Regions from separate parts of the Salmo salar genome. Here region 1 is linked to region 2. The links are chromatin contacts, called in public Hi-C maps. All regions are on one chromosome and are shown on one strand. The core of a region is the stretch at or near the end of the contact, and the rest is flanking DNA. Distances in the headings are between cores, read along the strand shown.

What was found. Hi-C and Micro-C count contacts between places; a contact is called where the count stands out from the background.
Region 1: a Hi-C map of blood shows a contact between it and region 2, with 14 times the contacts expected there. The contact joins the enhancer-like site here to the promoter of LOC100380757 in region 2. A contact is called at or near these places in 3 of 3 Hi-C or Micro-C datasets (blood, gill and muscle).

The regions. Positions count from the first base shown.
Region 1 is chrssa07:43,381,944-43,385,439 of Ssal_v3.1, forward strand. LOC106609272 (protein kinase C, theta) reads right to left here. Exons shown (of 18, transcript XM_045722025.1): 18 at 2,986-3,496. Among protein-coding and RNA genes, the nearest start is that of LOC106609272, 18 kb to the right of the region's middle. Within about 2 kb of position 1,843, at least 3 of the 13 cell types and tissues checked have an H3K27ac peak or open chromatin away from gene starts, as enhancers often do.
Region 2 is chrssa07:43,347,431-43,351,322 of Ssal_v3.1, forward strand. LOC100380757 (6-phosphofructo-2-kinase/fructose-2,6-bisphosphatase 3) reads left to right here and starts at 1,354. Exons shown (of 13, transcript XM_014207886.2): 1 at 1,354-1,707. The coding sequence starts at 1,635.

The DNA.
Region 1 (3,496 bases), core at 593-3,092, 35 kb after region 2:
GTCTGTCTGTCTCTCGTTCAGCCCTTGGGGTCTGTGTTCGTGCCACCTCTCGCTTCTGTCATTTTATCTTGACTCTAAATGTCTCCCCCACCAAGTAACCCTGACTCATGTAACTCCTAACAACACAATACCTCTTCCTCAGTTCCTGTCATGCTAACTAGCTAAGCATTAATCCCATCTGTGTGAGCGTAAGAGAAGGCCTATGGAGATGTCATGACTGCCCTATACCTGCCCTAACCCATTAGCTCCCCTACTGCTCCAGGAAGCTGTCCTTGATCACTGACACAACTCCTTAGGTTGACAGGAACTAACACACACCAGAGTTAACTGGTGACGGTAGGGGTGCGTTTCAGAACACCTGTGTCACACGTGGTAAAAAAAAAAAAAAAAAAAAAGGAAAGTTAGGTAACAGTAAAGCGCCTTACATTCTGGGAGGTCAACAGGTCATAGAGGTCACGTTCGTTGGAATGAATGTCAGACCAAGGTGCAGCGAATGTTGAGTTCCACATTATTTATTAGGAAGTGAAACTAAGGAAAGACAAAATAAAATAAACTAACAATGAACCCTGACAACAGCGAATGCTACGTGCACTAACTCAAATCAATATCCCATAACCCACAGGTGGCAAAAATGCTACTTAAGTATGATCCCCAATTAGAGACAACGATAGCCAGCTGCCTCTAATTGGGAATCATACCAAACACCCAAACACAGAAAACTAAACTAGAACCCCACATAGAAAATAATAACTAGAAAAAAACCCTGTCACGCCCTGACCTACTCTACCATAGAAAATAAGAGCTCTCTATGGTCAGGACGTGACAGTAGAGAGCAGAGCACAATCATTGTTTACAACATGAACACACACACACTCAAGGAGCTTCAATGGTAAACCAGGTGAATCCAGTTTTAAATGGCTCAATGTTTAGCACGTGTGTGCACATATTCCTGCGTGTGTGTGTGTGTGTGTGTGTGTGTGTGTGTGTGTGTGGTTGGGGTGTGTATGTTGAATTATTAACTTCCATTAGCTGTAAACGTTCAGTCAGCAGACCTGTCTGTGTTTACTGTAAGTCACACATTCAGTCAGATAGGCACGATCCACTACTAATTAACACATGTATCTTCTGTAACACAGTCTGATTCACTGCCGATATAGACATTCCCTGCTTTATATCGGCCATGACCATCTCATGTAGGTCAGATTATATTGCCACAACGACGCTGTTGTATGTGACTATCTATTCTGTTGGCATAACACAGGTGCACATGAGGTTAACTTAGATAAGATAAGAGACTGTCACTCAGACAGACGGACGGACAGACTGTCAGACAGACAGTGTCACCTGTCTAGAGGTGAGAGTCCACCTGTACGTGTCAAATCAAATCGTATTGGTCACATAGACATGGTTAGCAGATGTTAATGCGAGTGTAGCGAAACGCTTATATGTGTGTGTGTGTGTGTGTGTGTGTGTGTGTGTGTGTGTGTGTGTGTGTGTGTGTGTGTGTGTGTGTGTGTGTGTGTGTGTGTGTGTGTGTGTGCGCAGATGTATAGAGATGAACATTGACCTGTGTAGTGATGAGACAGTAAACGTTCTGTCTGACTGGCAGTCACATTATAGATATAGGACACTCAATCCATTCCGCCTTCAAAATAATACATAATTCATAATGCCGTCCACTTCCATAACTCCATATTTATAGATTACATACATGACGTCAGACAGTGAAAGCGTGTAGTCCTGTCCACTGATAACATCAAACATTCAAAACATTCCAGCTATGAGTCACTCTTACTGAGTCACAGCATCCATAATGTGAGCTCAGCTAGCCACATGACTTGTGGGTTTCCTGTGAGGAAATGAGGGGATATGTGGTAGTACACTGCCCTCCTATGGTCACTGGGTGTAAATGCATCTGTGTTGATATAATTATCAGGGAACGAAGTCAAATGGTCTCCTAGATCTAGCCCACACCTCTCCTCGAGTAGCCCCAGCCAGTCCACTTCATTCATGTATTCCAGAACAAGCCCAGCTGATTCAAATGGTCACCTAATCATCGAACCCCTCATTAGTTAAATCAGCTGTGTTCGTTCTGGGATTCATCAAATACGTGGACAGGCTCTGGGTACCCCAGGAGAGGTTTGCGAAACACCGCACCAGAAGATACAGACAGTTTGATCACCTTTATAAAAACAGTATCTTATCAAACTATTTCAAAGGGCAGACCTTTCTAAACATTTCAGATCGACATTTATAGTCCAGCTTCTGTTCAGCACTCTGTACATTGGAGCTCTACATTAAAATGCTTGCCATCCCCATCTCGACCCTTGTTGGTGTGACATGGCTGTCAAGTGGCGACTGTACCTTGGCCAGTGGCAGGAAATAGTTTGCTGCTGTGTCTAAGTGGATTATGGGTCAGTGACGGATCGCTCGCTCTCAGATTAGTCTGTCTGTCCCAGGGTACCACAGCGCTGGGGAGAGGGATGGTGGGGCGGCAGGGTGAGGCAGAGAGAGATTTGTCGGAATGAGGAACAAACATGAGGGAGGGAGGGAGGGAGGGAGGGAAGATAGAGTCATATATGCATAGACAGTAGGCTACAGGTGGGTGAGTGAGTGAATGAATGAGTCAGTCTACCACAATGCTGCCCTCCACTGGAGAGAAAGGGCACTGCTATTGATCTGTCCTGTGAATGCACAGAACTGTCGTGGTACTGTATCTAATCACAGATTAATCATAAATGACCTTTATCGCTAGTGAGATAATAGTACATCATATCACAGTGTAACACCAGGATCCCTGTTGCAGATAGAAAGAGCAACTTTGACCTGTTTGTCAGTCTCTGAGAGGGTAAGGCACAGGAAGGAAAGAGTGGGAGAGAGAGAGGCAGGAAGATAGCGGTTTTAGTATTTCAACTAAATTCTCATTCTCCTCGATCTCTGTGACACAAACTCATGCTTGAATGCAAGTACGTAATGGGACATGTATTTACAAAAATCCTATTTTAATGTACAGGATAAAAAACAAATAATTACTGCTGAATCTAGGCATCTATAATAATTTAGTCACAGCGATCACATGCCTCTGAAGTGCAATTATAAAACACAGAATCATGTAAACATAAACCATGAATTTATCCATGTACATTGAAACCAACCACTCCACCTTCCGATACTGTGACAATCTACCTGGATCTGAGCAATACCAATGGAAAACACATTTTAATATACTAGGCTAACTGCCTAACCGTGGCTCTTTTTAATAAAACTACAGATACACTCAGAATTAAATAGAAAATGTCTCAGTAAATGGTTAAAGTGGATTGAACAGACACTTATGTGCAGGGATAAAACAGACACTATTGAATAACAGGTTATGAGTACAATACAACATTCTCAGTATTCCACACAATCTGGGCAATCGGGTAGTGACTCCTAAAGTAGTCTGTACACCACAGGAGGTTGGTGGCACCTTAATTGGGGAGGATGGGCTCGTGGT
Region 2 (3,892 bases), core at 104-2,603:
CTAACCTCAAATGAAGGTTAGATACAAAGAAACTAGTGGAGGCTGCTGAGGGAGAACGGCTCATAATGGCTGGAACCGAGTGAATGGAATGGCATCAAACACCCGGAAACCATGTCTTTATCATTCTAACCATCCGTTCCAGCCATTACCACAAACCTGTTCTCCTCAATTAAAGTGTCACCAACCTCCTGTGCTAGAAAAACAAATATGTTTGGGTAAATCAACATTGAGATTACGTGTGTGTGTGGGGGGGGTTTATGAGGGTAAGGTTTTCAGGTTGGGCATGCAGAGGGTGGAAGGAGAGCATGCTTGGCTCTTGCAGGGGGAGTGACAGTGCTCTTTATCTAACCTAAATACCACTGGTGGAGTTGAGCCGGGTCTAGGAGGGTAGAGAGTATGTGTATTAGGGAAGGGGGGGGGGGTCTCCCCTGGCACCCAGACTGGGCCACAGTCTTGTCAAGGGGGGGTCTGGGTCAGGCTCTGACCTGGCCTGGTTCAGGAGAGAAACAGAGGGGTGAAGAAGTAGACTAGGCAATGAAGAGGTGTGTGTGGAGAGGTCGACGGGTCCACATACAAACACATGCACTTTTTTGTATCTTCCCCACTCTGAAATATACACCTTGCACTTCAAACAAGAAGAACTTAGAAATAATCAGATCCAAATGGCACAATACTATTATTCTCTCTATTCACTGGACAAATCCTTTCACTGGTATCTTAAGTTTATTGATGATACAAACTTGAATGGTCCTACATGACTGCAGGCTGTAGCCATGCTCAGGGCAAGTCTACGTGCCACTATGGCAGTCACATAGCCTATCATCTCTGTTACCCAGTAGTAAAATTCTTGCCAAAGTGTGTCACTTTCTGTTTTATGCAGTCTGTCCAAAAGAGATTAAAGAGCCTATTGAGAGTGGAGCCCGTTATTTTGAAACCCAGCACTTCTCTACTTTGTATTTTCCTTCACCATATCCTGTGTTGCTGGAATGAAAAATATTTCACTTGATAATTTAGGGTGATATAGTTGTTGCCAAATTGTTCTATTGATTTGCATCAAACAAATATTAATCTGCACCAGAAAGTGTCCGTATAAGACATTGGCATGACACTACATAATATTTGGAGACCGCAAATGCTGTAAAAACCTCTCTATGGGTCATATTTGTTCCTGTCTGAAGGTTTACTGGGGTGCAATTCTGCACGCGCACCGACGGGATACTCCCATTTGCCATTATAGTGGATTACCGTCATCAGCCACAAGGGAGCGCAGCATCACCATCCCCGAGAGCGCGAGCCCCGGTGGATGTCATCGATGTCAAGTTGTTTCCTGCTGGGACAGTTTAAATAAAGGAACTGGGACACAGCGGGGTAGATTAATACACCGGCACAGGCTGACGTTATTAGAATAGAACACTGCAGCTCTTAACGACTGCTTAGCTCGCCAATATATTTGATTACAGATTACTTGTCTGGTAGAGAGAACGACAGCCGATCCAAAACATTTTTGAATTGTATCCTACTGTTTTTATTTAATTCGTGCTGATCTGAAAGCACGTAACGGTGGTATTTTGGGGGGACCGATATTAGTGGGAAACCTAGGTTTCTTTCGTGTTTTATTTCACTACCCTCTAGGAATGCTTACTCAGAACAGGATACAAAAGATCTGGATTCCTTCAAAGGATGACAAACCGGCAGTCCCCCGGCGATGTAAGTAGTTGCCTAACCCGCGGCTGGTATCAGCACCCATCTGATTCATTCAGGTTTCATTTAGAAAAAGTCCATAGGATACATGTATTACATGGCATTATCTTTGATAATTATGCTATTGATTTATTCACAATAATCAGATAAATAATCATCTCATTGAGCCTATACTAATATCTACAATGTAGCAGCTGGATGGAATATTAGGCTACATTAGCGGTCACCATAAATCATGGAACGTTGTTGCAAAAGGTAGTGTATTGAACTTTAAGTTCGAGGGTGCATACAATGTGTTGAAATAAGAAAATAAATGTGATTGCATGTTTTGATGTTTTACTCGCATGGCTTTATTTTCAATTGGCGTGGCATACAGCAGGTAGCCTACTTTTTGAAACCATTCAACAGAATAATTTTAAAACAGCTTAGTTTTCAAATGAACCTACCGACTTAAAAAAAAAAGTACACTTTGTGTGTAATTACTGTAATTATGCTAAAAGCATATGCCCTATTAGCCTAGCCTATCCAAGCTGGCCATTGGCACGCAGTCAGGTCAGGATTCACAAGTAGCTATAGAGGGTAATGGTTGATAGTGCTCACTATAGCAACCAAGCCCCCATCCGGTCCCTAGTTTCCACGAGTTACCACAGCCACAAAGTTAGAAAAAATAATAACTCTTTGATCTTAATTTAAGGTTAGGGCTAGGCATAAGGTTAGCAGTGTGGTTAGTTTAAGGGTTATGTTCAAAATGACATTTTAATAAGAGAAATTGTAGAAATAGGCGGCCTGTATGACTTTGTGGCTATGGTCTGCTCGTGACAACCAGGAACCGTTGTGTGGGTGGGAGAGACGGGGGGACTCCTCATGCAGACGCGTCGGGATTGGACGAACTATCGCGCGTGTCCGCATGGCGCGAGCTGGAAAATGGCTGACAAATGGCAGAAATAGGCGGGGTTTATGAATTTGTGGCTGTGGTAACTAGTGACGGCAGTTTGTAAAGAGCCGACTGATCAATATCAACTGCCTCAATTGGCACTGCTTAATTCACTGACGTCAGTGTGTTTGTCCTGATGTGTGTCATACAGAGGTGAATTAGTTTATGCCGCGTTCATAACGACGGTGAACTCGCAACTCAGAAATCTCCGACTTCGGAAAAAAACGAGGTCAGACTTGGAAAATCGTTTTGAACGGTCATCAAACTCGGAATGCAAATCGGAAACTGGAACATGCCTGGGTCGCTCCTCTTTTCATTTCGCTGCAGCTAGCGACTGGAACGAGCTGCAACAAACACTAAAACTGGACAGTTTTATCTCATTCTCTTAATTCAAAGACTCAATCATGGACACTCTTACTGACAGTCTCTACCTTGCCCTTTGTGCTGTTGTCTGTGCCCAATAATGTTTGTACCATGTTTTGTGCTGCTACCATGTTGTGTTGTCATGTTGTTGTCTTTGGTCTCATTATGTAGTGTTGTCTCTCTTGTTGTGATGTGTGTTTTGTCTTCTATTTATATTTAATTTATTTTTAATCACAGCCCCCATCCCCACAGGAGCCTTTTGGTAGGCCATCATTGTAAATAAGAATGTGTTCTTAACTGACTTGCATAGTTAAATAAAGGTAAAAAAAATACAAATTATTTCTAGAACTCCAACTTTCTGACCTGAAGATCACTGACATTATGATTTGACCTAGTTTTCCCCCCCAAGTTCCCAGTTGTCTTGAAAGCACCAATAGCTGGTGATGTCTGTATTACATGAAGATTCAGGCAATGAAAACTAATACCCATAAACACTTTCATGCCTTAAAGACTGACTTGCATTGACTAATGCACAGTGGTTCTGACATTGGAACCATCTCTCTAGTAGGAGGTTTATCAGCCGACTGTTCAGTCAGGTTGGGGGAGGGGGGAGAGACAGCTTCAGCAGTGTCTGCAGGCAGACACACCATCTTGACCTCTGGGGAACTGGGGAAGGGTCTAGCTGGAGGAAGCAGAGCAGACTGGTGACCTCTGGGGAAGGGTCTAGCTGGAGGAAACAGAACAGACTGGTGACCTCTGGGGAACTGGGGAAGGGTCTAGCTGGAGGAAGCAGAGCAGACTGGTGACCTCTGGGGAACTGGGGAAGGGTCTAGCTGGAGGAAGCAGAGCAGACTGGTGACCTCTGGGGAACTGGGGAAGGGTCTAGCAGGAGGA